Regions from separate parts of the Mus musculus genome. Here all the other regions are linked to region 1. The links are chromatin contacts, called in public HiChIP or PLAC-seq and promoter capture Hi-C maps. All regions are on one chromosome and are shown on one strand. The core of a region is the stretch at or near the end of the contact, and the rest is flanking DNA. Distances in the headings are between cores, read along the strand shown. Region 1 overlaps Slc38a11 (solute carrier family 38, member 11). Region 2 overlaps Cobll1 (Cobl-like 1). Region 3 overlaps Cobll1 (Cobl-like 1).

Region 1 (4,689 bases), core at 1,008-3,507:
TCTTTCCAGTGATGGCCGACTAGGCCATTCTAATCTGGATATTTGTGGTGGGAAGACACACCTTTAATCTAGATCTTTTGAAGATGGAAGACCTAGTTGAAATCTAGTCCACTCCTTCTATTTAGGGATTTTACTTTTTACCTGCTTGCTTTCATATCAATAGCATGTCCATTCCTCATAATTGTCATTAGAGCCTACTTCTTGGGGATTCCAACATATATAGAATGCCAACTGAGATATTTATCCTCATGGAGGGAGTAACTATTGGATTCTTGAAACTTCTATTTATAGGCAGCCATTGTTCAATTAAGTGGACCACAGCCTGTAAGTCATTCTGTAGAAAATGTCATTCTGTAGAATATATACAGAATATATTCTATATTCTAGAGAACCCTGACTAATATACCATCCCTTTCCATTAGATCACAGCAGAGTATAAACTCCACATAAAGAGAAATAACTTTTCTAAAGCATAAAATGTCTTTGAAATAATAAAATTTGCACTTACACCTCCATGTAAACCAATACTAAAACTTTTAACCTGGGCCTAGAGAGATGATTTGGCAGTTGAAAGCACTTCCTGTTCTTCCAAAGGATTCCAGTTCTCTTCCCACTATCCATATTGGATCTCTCTGGCCTCCGCAGGTACCAGCACACACACACACACACACACACACACACACACACACACACACACACACACGTACAGTTTGTTGATTATATAACTAAACAAGGATAGGACACATGGATTTCCCCCTCTGTCCTGAGATCCCAGAATCTTTTACTAAAAGAAGAGACATCTGAGGAGAAAATATTTTGTGAAAAGAAATTGGATGTTTAAGTCATAACTGTGGAGAATCATGAGGAAGACACACAACATGAGAAAGAGTGGCTTAGGTCATGCCAGCTGGGAGTGGGCGGGGCTCAGACACTAGTGAGCTACCCTGGGTGTGCCAATAAAAGGGGAAAACAAAGAAAAACAGGGTGCTTTGGGATCCTGGAGAGAGAGTGTCTGGAACCTGGAAGAGGCGGAGCGTGGGGGATGGGGGTGGGATCCTAGGGTGGTGGTGGGTGGTACAGGAACAAACTGAGAGGCTGATCTCTCTAGAAGGCTTAGCAGAACAGGAAGCCAGTCAGGGTGACCCAGTATCTTTCTTGTGTGAGCATTTGGAAGAAGGTTAACAAAAGGGATTAAGCCTAAAAGTCAAACAGGGCAAACCAGCAAACAGGAAAGTGAAAGAAGGAATGAAGCAGGGAAAAGGGAGAAGGGGGTAGGAAGGAAGAGTAAGAGAAGGCAAGGGACTTCATTTTGAAAACTTTAGTGTCTATGAATTACAAGGTCTGAAGTGACCTTGGGCTTGGTATAGAGTAGTTTGCAGCCGTAGAATGACCAGTGCTTCAAAAAGAAATGATTGCTTCCTTTACATAAAAAAAAACCTTAACAGATGTTAATTATATAATTTTTGTTTAGCCTTTTTGGTGGGGGGGGGATGCTGGGGGTCAAAATCAGGTTTTCCTGTATGCTAACTACAAAGCTATATACATAGTCCTCTATGCTTTTAAAGAAAAAACTTATTTTTAATCATTTTTACTTATATGTATGTCTGTGAGAGCATATGTCATATATGGGCATGCCTGAAGAGGCCAGAAGAAGACATAAGCTCCTCCGTTGCTGGAGTTGCAGCTGGTGGTGAGCTGCCAGATGTGGGTGATGGTTTGGATCCTTGGAGTCCTGCATCTTGTATTGATTAGAAACTTAAATTTGTTATCTTCATAATGGCCGAGGGATCAGAAATGTTGTCCTACCAAACAACCCTGTCTTTATGAAGTGATTAAAAACAAGCTTCAGGCTGGGCATGGTGTCTCACCTGAAATCTCAGCTCTCAGGAGGCAGAGGCAAGTGGATGTCTGTAAGCTTGGGCTAGCCTGGTCTACAAAGCAAATTTCAGGCTAGCCTAGACTATATATTGAGCCCCTGTTTCTAATAAATAACACCAAAACAACAACCAAGCTTCGAGGTATTCCTGCTGGACCTTAGGACACTGCACCTCTGGGCCAGGAGGCTCAGAACACCTCGTACCTTCTGGTAGCGCACACTCAAACTCTTCCGCAGAGCACAGGATGCTTCCGAGTGATCCGTGTAGGCAGAACCTGCTCTAAATTAACTGCTTCAATCAGACACAGCTTAGAGTTAAATGCTCTGGCTACCCCTAGGCACAGCTCAGCGTTTCCTGTTTTCTGTCATAGCACAAGCTCTAAGTGACAGGCAGAGCTGACCACTTCCCCAGGCTCGGCACCAGCTGGCTCCTCAGCCACCGCTCCCTCCCAGCGCATTTGTGTCAGACTCCTTGATACAGATCTGTGTTTGACATGAGCTGGCAGGAAAAAAAAAAAATCCTCCCTTGTGATTACTCTCAATGTCAAAATGGATTCACTGACTTTAAATACAATTTTTAAACTTTGATTTAAATTTTCAGAAAACTTAATGTTGATTTTTGGGGGGTGGTGGTGGTGGTGACAGAATTTACTTTTGTTCTTACAAAAAAATGACCCACGGGCTGGAGAGATGGCTCAGTGGGTAAGAGCACTGACTGCTCTTCCAAAGGTCCTGAGTTCAAATCCCAGCAACCACGTGGTGGCTCACAAACATCCGTAATGAGATCTGACGCCCTCTTCAGGCGTGTCTGAAGACAGCTACAGTATACGTACATATAATAATAAGTAAATCTTTTTTTAAAAATCACACACAAAGAAAAAAAATGACCCACGTGAAACAAGTCATGTAATCATGGACATGTTTCATCACTTGAGATATCAACTTCCTTTGATTCTAATTATCATCTAATCTTTGATTCCCTTGCCGACTCTTCACTAAGTGCTCTTGCTGGGTTGATTTCACACAAACAAGCAGGTGGGAGGGAGTAGAGTAGGATCTTACCTCAGAAACCATCAATAGCATCATTATTGCTGTTGCTGTGTGTTTTGTGTATTCATTTGAAGAACACCATTATGGGTGTGTGTAAGAACATGAGTGTGTAAAGGTCAGAGGACAACACCAGTGTCTTCCTCGGTCACTTTTCTACCATACCCTTCTTCCCCCAACATAATATTTCTATTTATTCTTTGAGGATTTCACATCATACACCCCTACCACATTCACTTCCTTCCCTGCCCACCCACTCCCTTGTGACCTCACCCCAGCAAAAAGAGAAAAGTCTAATGAGTGTTAACGTTATACTTACTGGGGCTTGCTCAGACTCTCAGTGGCCTGCCCCTTCAATAGAGCTAAGCCTTTCTCCTTTTGCAGACCTGCTGGAAGGCAGCTGTTGTGGAGAACAATATTTCATCATCCTTTCACAGGTTTTTTATTTTTGTTTTTGTTGGGTTTTTTTGTTGTTGTTGGGTTTTTTTTTGTTTTTTGTTTGTTTGTTTGTTTGTTTGTTTTTGGTTTTTTTCGAGACAAGGTTTCTCTGTGTAGCCCTGGCTGTCCTGGAACTCACTCTGTAGACCAGGCTGGCCTTGAACTCAGAAATCTGCCTGCCTCGCCTCCCAAGTGCTGGGATTAAAGGCATGCGCCACCACTGCCCAGCCTATCACAGTTTTTAAGAGATCTCTTCAACGGCTGCCTGCTATGATGTTACTATCTTTTGGGGGGGAGGGGGTGGATTTTTTTTCAGTGAACCTGGATTGGTTGAGACTGGTTGGCCAGCGAGCCCAGAAATCTTCCTGTCTCCATTTTCCTAGTGCTGGGATCACAAGCATACACCAATAATTTAGCTTTACAAAAGGGACTCTGGAGATTTGAATTCAGGTCCCCATGCTTTCGCTACAGGCACATAATGACTGAAGTATCTCTCCCCAGACTCGTAATTTTTTAATATGATAAATATTTGCTAGAATTATAAGTGTTCTTTGGATCTCTGATGGTTATATGCCCAACTCTACCCTCAATAAACTTTAATAGTTCCACAGAGGGCGACTGGGTTATATCTACCTTTGTAGCCCCATAACCTAGAACAACTGACTCAATAGGCATTGATTGACACTAGACTCATCTGTTTCAGCCTTTGGTGGTGAGTTCTGGACCACCTATAAATCTAGTTGTTTAAGCTAAAAACCTTGGTATCAATCATCACTCTATGCAGCTCTTGCTCCCTTAGCCCCTTCCCATAGTCACTAAGTCTAATTAACTTTATCAGCTTAAAGGTTCCTCCTTCTTCATGTCTACTATCCATGTACATATACTGTACCAGTTATCCTGTGCCTGGACTCTTGGTATAGTCAGCCTTCTTCCAGGCTTCTGTTCTCCCTTTGCCCTTACCTCGGGCTGTAAAAATAGCCCAATTAAAACAGGAGCTTTATCTGTCCACACTTCTGTTTCAGAACTGCCGCTCTCTGTCAGCTCGACAAGAAGACAAGAATTTTACACTGCAGCAAATTCTTCCCTTCATCTTGGTCTCTTCCAAGCCATCTATGGTTTAGCAAAAGATTTCTTTGTATACTCCAAGCAGACTTTTACCCAGAATCAACAAAACTCTAGTTATGCCTTAAACACAGTATCTATGTAGTGGGGGAAGCTAGTGATAGAAAAGTGGGGGTTAGTGGTCATTATGATCTGGGTTTGAAAGTAAACTTCGGCCAAACCTGGGGATGAACTGATTAAAGCAAAAAGGCATATGATAGCCGTCC
Region 2 (4,689 bases), core at 611-3,110, 240 kb before region 1:
AGGGCAATGGGAGGCTTATGATTGGACAGGCAAAGGAAGGTAAAGCGAGGAGTTGAGGAGACAGAGAGAGAGATCGAAGGAGATGAGGGAGAACCAGAACCGAGGCAGACATGGTATTATCAAAAGGTTAGAATAATTGGGTTAAAGCTTTTTCATTATCATTTGGCTCTGAAATTTTGTATTGGCATCTTGTAAATCATGTTATTATTGATACATACATCTGATTGGCTAACTAAGCATTAAGAGTCTTGATTTTACTGGGTAATTAGGTGTTGAGTTGGCTAACCAGGGGTGTGTGAGGCACTTGTGTGAAAGTGAGAGGAACACAGGGGAGCCCATCCAAGAGATGGCCTGGTGGGAGCCATGTGGCCTATGCAGGCTGGTGAGTTGGCAGGCCAAGAGATGGAGTGAATGAGATCACCTGGCACACGGGTTAGCTCTAGATATTTCCTGCAACAGATGATGCTCACCCAATGTCTATGAATGGCTGCATCAGTTCCAAGGATGCCAATAGAGGGAGAAGGTAGCTACTGCATTATGTTTCTACTTTTTCATGATTCAAAACTAATATTGACTTCTACAATGGTACAAAACGATGGTTTGGATAAGTGCATATGAGGAAAGGGGGAATAAAACATCTTAAGGATAATAGAAATGATTTTCTAAAATCACCTACAAGTTGATAAAGGTTACTACAAAGTACATGTAGATCACAGACAATATTACTGAGATATTCTTGTAACTAACCTACCATTAGCCTGGTGTCAAAATCTTACTGCTGTGACTATCAAGTTAAAAAGGGGATGACTGGTTGATTTTTAGATAGGTTTACTATTTTAGCAGGGTTAGTGTCTTAGCCTTCTGAGTATTGAGAACTCAGCTATGCATCTTCATGCCCTGTGTAAGGAAGATCTCTGAAGACTGGGATCTACATAAGTGTTATAGGCCTCCCCTCTGTGTTCAAAGTCCTGTATACAAACCCTAGCACTGCGAAATAAGTAAGTAAATTAACTCCCAAATGTAATAGTTATAAAATCCTGGTTTTTCAATAGCAGCACTATTGCCATAACAGTGTATACAATGAAAATCAGAACCAAGAAGAGTTTTAGAACATTGTAATGTACTATCAGAGAAGAATACTAAAATTGGAAAAAAAATCAGATATAAACACATTCACATTACCTATGGAGTACTGTAGTACACGCAGGACAAACACACACACTACCACAACCACCACCACTACACACATCTTCATTGTCAATACTATTGACAACAATAGTATTAAACTATCCATTTCTTTCCCAAATAGGAATTCTATAGCCCTGTGTTTGTTTTCTATAACTATTAAAATTTTCACTTAGCACAGAATGAACCATAGGACTTCATAGGCTTTCTCATTCCCTTAAGATGTATGTATCATCATGCATTCCTTGACTTCTCCACTGAGCATTATTCTATGCTCAAGCGCAGTCCTATGTAGATATGTTACATGTGTCTTCGCATCTTGTTCTGTGCTATAAAAGTTTCACAGGAAGTCATAGATTCAGTTCCCTTATCCAACACTGTACGAGTTGGCTGGAAAGCCAGGAATTCAGAAGTGCATGGCTTGTAGTAATCAAGTAACAAATTTAACACAGGAGAAGGGTGTGGATGGAAACTGAATAGCCAAAGTAGATGGAAACAGTTTGCTATTCAAGGACAGCAAGGCCCTATGCCAACTGACAGAACTGAACCTGTTACATCATGAACAAAAGAAGAAACTGCCTTAATTTGGGCGTAAGAATGGAGAAATAGTGGCAAACAATGTTGCACAACTGGATGGCTTGAAAATCAGGCAGGCAAGTTTCATCCAGAGTGTGGCAATTTGAGTATTAAGTAAAACATGCACTAGGGAACTGAGAGGAACTCGGGTCACAGACAGATGCACAGAGGCCCAAAGCCTAGGATCTGAAATTTAACTTCTATAGCCTCAAAAGGTGGGTCGTCACGAGGAGCAGCAACACAGCAAAAGGATCACTGTGGTACTTTCCATGTTCAAATCCTAGGTCCACCTCTTACTAGTTATGAGACAGTATCTTCGTGGTTTACTCATCTGTGACATGAAAACTAAGAATAACAGTTCTCAAATACTCATAAATGAGACAGGTATTAAATGAAACAAGACATGAAAGAGCTGCCTCAACATGTCCTTAAGAACATTCCTTGGTTCATCAGTCTATGACAGTGCTGGCCATTACTGTTTGTAACACTCACCACTCTCCTGGTTTGGGCCCAGTGTCTTCATGTCTTTTATACTGTCAGATACTCTGTCCTCATTGCCTATATGGCCTACAACAGGATGATACGGCCCTCTGGAAGACAAGACACTGTATGTGAGATATGAAGGTAATTCAAACAGACCATCAAAGAAACTAGGCTGTAATTTTTTCAAAGACAGATGGACTGAAATAATTACCCCCTTCTGCCAAATATTAGAAACTTGATAGCAAAGAAAAAACAGAACAGAGGAAATGCTAATGCAAACATTAGCTTGGGTACACTGGTCCTACTGCAAAGGAAGATGTAAGAGGCTTGGTAAAATGGACACTCTTCCAAATGAATGTCTTTACTTAGTTATTAGGAGCTATTTTTATCCTAAAGACAAAAGGAAATAAACAGGGCAATTTAGCCTTGAATCTGGCAAAGTCAACTCCATAAATCAGAATGTGAATTGACCTCTCTGATTTTTTCTCAGAAGAGTTTAATTAGGAAGACAATCCCATGCAAATTAGGCAAACTTCTGATGAAGAAAGCTTATTTTGCTTGTTTGCTTTCATCTTTATTCATAGGCTTGTGCATTTCATCTTAACATTTCAAACATAGCACTAGTGGACTAGAGCTTTCAAAACCTCTGCATCAGATGGACAATGGTTCTTGCGTCACAGACTTGAGTGTCACAATGCAGGGGCTTAATTTACTTCTAACTATAGGGTGGTTTCACAGTCCAGGTAGTGAAAGTGCTCAAATGTATTCGATACAAAGTGAAAAGTCAATGATATTTTTGGTTCAAGCAGATAATAGACAAAATATATGGAAAAAAACAGAATATTTTAGACTCAGACAAATTAATTGTATTAATTACAATTAATCAGCATTATGTGTGATGGTTATCTAACATGGGGATGCTACAACTCTTGAACTGGCCTTTTCACTTGAACACAATTACATATAACAAGGATAGTACGAGAGATAGAATCTAAAAGACATGGCCAACTATAGCTAAGCTTAAAATATCAGTTGTCTTTCCAAGAAAAGCATTAATCCAACAAACCACCACCAACACTTGAGACACAGAAACTACTTACTGCCCCTCTGTGCTTCTGCCTTCTTGAGTTTTTCCCTTGGAGCTTGGAGAGGTCTCTCCATCACTGATGCCGAGGGCTGAATCAGGATCCTTCTCCACTGTAATTCTCATATCAGTCGATGCTGAAGCAATGTCAGGCGACTTCACAGAAATACTTCCAGCCGGATCTTTAGATGCCTCGCTGAGTTCTTCCTTTTCATCTATCTCCTCAAGACTGTAATCAGAGCTTACACCAGCTACAAAGAAATGCAGACAGAATCCTAAATATTAATCTGCCCTGCTCACCCTAAGCAATCTAGCATCCTAGCTATCTAATTATAGTCATAATTAGCTAGACTTGTAAAATGTGGTTCCAAAGTAATAGTAAATGCTTTCCTAATGGTGAATGCTACATGCACACAGGAAACAAGTGATCTCACAGTCCCACCATTCTAGAACCATGCTTATCACTCTGGGCTTTGTTCATGAAAGGTTAACCTTACAAACCCCACATCACTGCATTTACGAATGAACACCTTTGATTAGTTACTTTATAGTCACATAATGTGAATTAAACAAATTAACAACTTAAAATTCAAATTAATAATATATTAGTTTTTTGTACTGTCTACTAGCAGACACTAACACAAAGAGGGAGGGAGGGAAGGATGGGGGGAGCGAGAGAGGGAGGGAGGGAGGGGGAAGGAGGGAGAAGAGGGAGATAGAGAGGGGGGAAGGGGGAGGGGGAGAAACATTCCAGCAGCTAAGTACTCAAAGTTCTTGTCAAGATTAACTGTGGACGTCATAGAATACACAAGGTTCTTGATTTCTGCTTAAACAAATTAAACATCTCCATTGACATAACAGCGTCTGAATGAAGTTTAGCTTTACCTTGAGTGGGGCACTAGGGTCATATACCACTGCTACAGTGGTCAGACCATGCATATACTGACACAGACATTTACTTTTAGTTTGAGACAGGAGAGTGTGTTAACTTCTGATCTCTAAGGAATAATATGAGCCAGGTATGGTGGCATACACCTTTAATCCCAGCACTCAGGAGGCAAAGTCAAGCAGATCTCTGTGCATTCAACACCAGGTTGGTCTACAGTGTGCTCCAGGACACTGGAGAGAGAACCTGTCTCAATCAAAAGCAATAAATCAATCAATCTGAATGAAAAGAAAAAAAAAAGGAAGGAAGGAAGAAAGAAACATGGCTCTTGGGAAGACTGAGGCAAAAGAATGATTTCTCCTAAGAACTTTAATCTAAAGTGAGCAAGACAGCCACACCCTTTTCAAACAAAACAACAAAAACCTCAAAACAAAACAAAACGAATGTCAAGTTTGGTGCATGCTCCTTTAATCCT
Region 3 (4,689 bases), core at 828-3,327, 180 kb before region 1:
CAATTACTGTGTCTAGTATGATCATGACTCCATTGTGGTCAGAACTGATATCCATAAAAGATGGAGACTTAGCAAAATAATGGAATTAAAACCCAAAGTCTCTTCATTTCACAGAAAAGGTGAAAATGGCGCCTGAGCAAGGGCTGCTCCTTCCCGAGCTTCTCTGCTTGATGTGTGATCACCGTTGCCTTATTATGCTATATAATATTCTTACAGACTTAGCTTCACTATTAATGACAAAGGCATGGAAATATGACCGAAGAGCCTTTGAATCACACAGTCCAAGACCCAAACTCAAATACAATGGCACTCCCACCCTCCCAATACAAAGTGTTACGATGCATGAGTTCTCCCAGTGTGGGTGTGAACCCCTTCTTCCAAATAACTGACAGCGATTCTAGGGCCCTGCAACTATGCCTCTTCCTAATACAATGGGGACTGACTCCTTGAAGTTGTCATTTCTCCATGTGGGTGTAAAGAGGGAAGAGACGGTTTAGTTAAATAAAATTTGTTCCATGGTGGATTTAACACTGAGCTCTGAGGAGAGAATCATGGACACTAGAGAACAAGACTAACTTCACATCTGAGTTACTTTCAATGTGGAGCTGACCAGCAAGGAAAGGCAGCACAAGAGGACTGTCCACACTGGCTCAGCTGACCTCTCCCTCGTCCACAGCACTAATGGCAGTCCCAGGTCTAAGTCAAGCACTGAGCTTGGCCATCTCAGCCCTGCTGAGTACTGTTTCACGCCTGCCAAAGCTCTCCATTCTTATATAAAACTTCCCCTAATGCTGTGACTCAAACTAAACCTACAGTGAACTCAAGCAAGACTCCCCAGCCCATTTTGAGTCTTCTCAGCCTCTTATACCTAATGGCAACTCATTACCAAACACTATAGGCTAGTTTGTCTAAAAGCGAGGAACCTGTGCTGCTTGCTCCAGATCCTCAGCTACCGTCTGCCTAACTCAGCCATCACCTGCTGCTGATAAGGCTCTCATTACCTCCTGTCTTCTGCTGTCTCTCCTCTCCCTTGAAATCCATTCTCTTCACAGCAGTCAGGGTCACTTCCTAAATGTCAATCAGCCCCTTACATATCTCTGGTCCTCCGATGGTTTTCCTTGCACTGATAATGAATTCCAGAGTCCTTTTGTTCCCTTTAGAGGCCCCCCCACACCCGGGAGGTGTTCCTTCTGTTTCAGAACACCTGCAACAGCACCCGAAAGCTGACAAAGGCAAATTCCTTCTCCAGAACTACATAAGCAATGTCAGGGGTAGGGTGGCCCACGCTCCACAGCCTTCCACAGCTGAGCAGCTTGACATAGGAAGTGTGAGCTTTCCTATGGTGCCTGGTGACTATTCCATAGGTAACGCACACCAGTAACTGGCTTTCTCAAACAGTCCCAGTGCCTTCACATCTGGCCTTGGATTAAGGAGGGGAGGAGAGTAATGGGATGTGTAGAGGGTAGAGGATGATCAAAATACCTTACACGTGTATAAAAGGTCACAGTGAAGCCCTTACTATACATATTCAATATAATAATAAACTCTTATTGATCTATTCCCAGACCTCTCAAAAGATATATCAACCCCAGTCCTACCCAGTATATCCTCTCAGAACAGGACACTGACCTCATCCTGTCTATCACTACTACAAATTACCTTGCTCATGCCTGTAGTTGGTCACTGTTTAGTGTTCAGATAAACACCCCCTGAAAGTTGGGACTTGGACCCTCGCATTCTCTCTTGTGCCAGTCCCTAGAAACTAGGCTGGCACAGAAGGGGAATTCGATCTGTATTTGCTGATTTAACTGAGGGATGCATTCATTTCATACTGCCAGAGAAACTTGGGTGGGTTGCCTGGAGCAGTGTATTCTGTAACACATCACAAGTTGTCACAAACGGAATTGGTCACTCAAAGCCCAAAGACACACAGGCAGGCAGGCAGGCAGACACACACACACACACACCACACACCTTAGAATGTTTGTACATTTTCTACTACTTAGGCAAAGCAGGGCTTATATGCAGAGTGACACAGATCAAGAGTAGAAATTTCTCTCATTCTGCTCAGGCAAGTAATTGACCCAAGGCAACATCAAAGATCTATGAGTCAGACTAGAAATGTCTCGGCTATAGTGTCCCTTGACTACCCAATGAGAATCATGATTGGTATCAAAAAGGAATAATCTAATTCTGTGTTCTCCATCCTCTTTCAAGGCTGTGACTCATCCTTTCCTGACATTTGGCACTACAAAGCAAATACAAAAACAATGGGTATTCTCTACACCAAAGCAAGCAAAGCACCTACCCAACCATCATCTACGTCCAACAACAAATTCCAATAAAGGACGTATGAAACAAAATAGTGTTATCCAACATCCTCAAGAAGAAACACTTGAATGTGTTAGAAATTATCTTAGCCAGATATGGTGGTCCAGGAGGCTGATGCAGACATTTGACAATGGTCCAGATAACGTAGCAAGACTTTGTCTCAATTTAAAGAGGAGGAGGAAGACAATGACAACAAAGTTAGGAAGAAGACTATGAAGACAATGATGCCAGAGGAGGAGGGGAAAAAGATGGTCTTAATTAGGGTTTCTAGTTCTACAATGAAACACCATGACCAAAAAACACTTCCATATCACTGTTCATCATTAAAGGAAGTTAGGACAGGAATGCAAACAGGTTAGAAACCAGAACCTGATGCAGAAGGCAAGAAGGGTTACTGCTCACTGTCTTGTTCCTCATAGCATGCTCAGCCTACTCTCTTGTAGAACCCAGGGCTACCTGCTCACCTCCTCCATCAATCACTAATTATATAAATGCTCTGCAGGCCTGCCTACAGCCTGATCTTTATTCAGGCATTTTCTCAACTGAAGCTCACTAGTCTCCAGTGACTCTATCTTGTGATGAGCTGACATAAAGTTATACAGCACAAAGAACCGTCTTCAGTGTTTCCAGATGTGCAGTAACACGTCTTCATAACACCATGAGGTTAAGTACTACTGAAGGAACTCCTACGCGGGAAGGTTGGGGAGGCTGCCTAAAGGCACCTGGCTAGTCAGGACAGAGCAGAGTTTTAATCCCAAGTTGGCTGGTTCCCATGCTAGGGCTCTCAACAGCTATAGCATAGCACTCCTTTGGGAGCTCAAGAGAGTCGTACAGAATAAAACCAAACCATGGCCCACCAAGGCCAAGCAGCAGAGGAGAAAAGAGTACAGTCCATGGATATCTACCGCTAAGCCTTATGCAGACATTTAAAATTTTTTTTTCATTTAATCTTATGAGGCAGTTTTCATTATACTTTAAGTATGGTTTATAGAAATGGAAGAAATTTGTCCCAAGGCTTACAGAATGTACTATGACCACAAATGAATGCCAAACTCCCAAGGTTTAACATAGGTAAACTAAATAAGGTCTTCATCTCTTGTGTTTGCTGCCTTGTATGATGTATACGGAAAGTCAGGGAGTACCTAAAACTCGGTTCTAGAAAGACAGAGTAAGTCGGGTAGGTAGGCAAGTTGGATCAGTGGGTAAAGGCCATTTGCTATATGAGCCTAACACGTGACTTGAATTCCCAGAACACATGTAAAGAGGGAACCACCTCCACCAAGTCCTCCTCCAACTGCCTCACAGTGGGAATGTATACATGAACACACATACACTAACAAAGTAAGTATTATTTAAAGTGCAATAAGAATCATGGCTGGAGGGAGTGTTGACTCCTTTCCCAGAGAGCCTGGGTTCAATTCCTAGCGCTCACATGATAGCTTACAACCATTTGTAATTTATACATGTGCTGTACAGATATGTATGTGCATGCAAACATATAAATTAGTAAATAATTTTTTAAAAAATGGTTTAAAATTCACTAATAGCAATAAAAATCTGGTTGGTCCCACAACTTATTCCTATTAATAAAAACACAAGGAGAGATAACTAGGCAAAATTTAGAATATGTTTTCTATTTGTACACTAAAATTTAAGTATAAAAGGCTTATTTTAGATATTCAGCATCTACTTTTACCGTTTCAAGGGGGTAAATACTTTACTCTAAAAGATGCAAAGAAAAAGTTACTGATCAAAGACAAAATGTATCCATGCGTAACTTTCTTATGATCTGACATAACAAATAGATGCAAAGAAATATTTATCTGAAGCATTAAAATGTTTGTCCAAGTATTTTACTAGTCAAACATATGGTAGGCAAGAAAGTATAAAAATTAATCATGAGATTTTTAAGTATTTGTGTGTGCATAATAAGCAGCAGGAATGAACTATCTTCCACACAAGCAGGAAGATAGGGTAGCCAACCAAAGAGTGAAGGAAAACAATACACTGAAGTCACAATCTCAACAGCAAACATGGACTTTGGTAGATATCCAGCAGCATCCAGTCGCTGTTTGCATTGTGTTAAATCTGTGCTGGGGAGTGGTGCCGGGGAGGATAAATCAAATCAGTCAGAAAGAGAAAGAGAAAGAAAACTTGAAATGATTTTCCAGAACAGTTATCCCATCTGAGAGTTCTGACAAACACTAACACAGAGAATGACCCGAGAACGGTGTGTCAAGAAGGGTTACAATCTAAAGCAGCATCTATGACATCAACCAACCAAACGCTAGTGTGAATGTAAAACATGAACTCTTACATGTTTACATCAAAGCCGTACAAGGTAAGATATTTGGCGCC

The links. HiChIP or PLAC-seq counts read pairs in DNA pulled down with a chosen protein or histone mark. Capture Hi-C pulls out chosen DNA fragments and counts their contacts.
Region 2: a promoter capture Hi-C map of adipose tissue shows a contact between it and region 1. The contact joins two enhancer-like sites. A contact is called at or near these places in 4 of 115 datasets of contacts at active chromatin or transcription factors (cardiomyocytes, embryonic stem cells, large pre-B cells and 1 more) and 4 of 9 other capture datasets (adipose tissue, embryonic stem cells, liver and 1 more).
Region 3: an H3K27ac HiChIP or PLAC-seq map of regulatory T cells shows a contact between it and region 1, with 8 times the contacts expected there. The contact joins two enhancer-like sites. A contact is called at or near these places in 1 of 15 datasets of contacts at CTCF or cohesin (stem cell-derived epiblast-like cells), 17 of 484 Hi-C or Micro-C datasets (the AML12 cell line, B cells, the HPC-7 cell line and 10 more) and 15 of 115 datasets of contacts at active chromatin or transcription factors (the 230-238 cell line, CD8 T cells, bone marrow-derived macrophages and 9 more).

What each region holds. Positions count from the first base shown.
Region 1 is chr2:65,340,049-65,344,737 of GRCm38.p6, forward strand. All of the region lies in intron 7 of Slc38a11 (solute carrier family 38, member 11), which reads right to left. Among named protein-coding and RNA genes, the nearest start is that of Slc38a11, 22 kb to the right of the region's middle. Within about 2 kb of position 2,258, at least 115 of the 459 cell types and tissues checked have an H3K27ac peak or open chromatin away from gene starts, as enhancers often do. A contact at or near this core is called in adipose tissue, group 2 innate lymphoid cells and regulatory T cells, where this site is marked.
Region 2 is chr2:65,099,816-65,104,504 of GRCm38.p6, forward strand. Cobll1 (Cobl-like 1) reads right to left here. Exons shown (of 14, transcript NM_177025.6): 10 at 3,345-3,579; 11 at 2,254-2,351. Among named protein-coding and RNA genes, the nearest start is that of Grb14, 79 kb to the left of the region's middle. Within about 2 kb of position 1,861, at least 32 of the 459 cell types and tissues checked have an H3K27ac peak or open chromatin away from gene starts, as enhancers often do. A contact at or near this core is called in adipose tissue, where this site is marked.
Region 3 is chr2:65,159,789-65,164,477 of GRCm38.p6, forward strand. All of the region lies in intron 1 of Cobll1 (Cobl-like 1), which reads right to left. Among named protein-coding and RNA genes, the nearest start is that of Gm13594, 72 kb to the right of the region's middle. Within about 2 kb of position 2,078, at least 21 of the 459 cell types and tissues checked have an H3K27ac peak or open chromatin away from gene starts, as enhancers often do. A contact at or near this core is called in group 2 innate lymphoid cells and regulatory T cells, where this site is marked.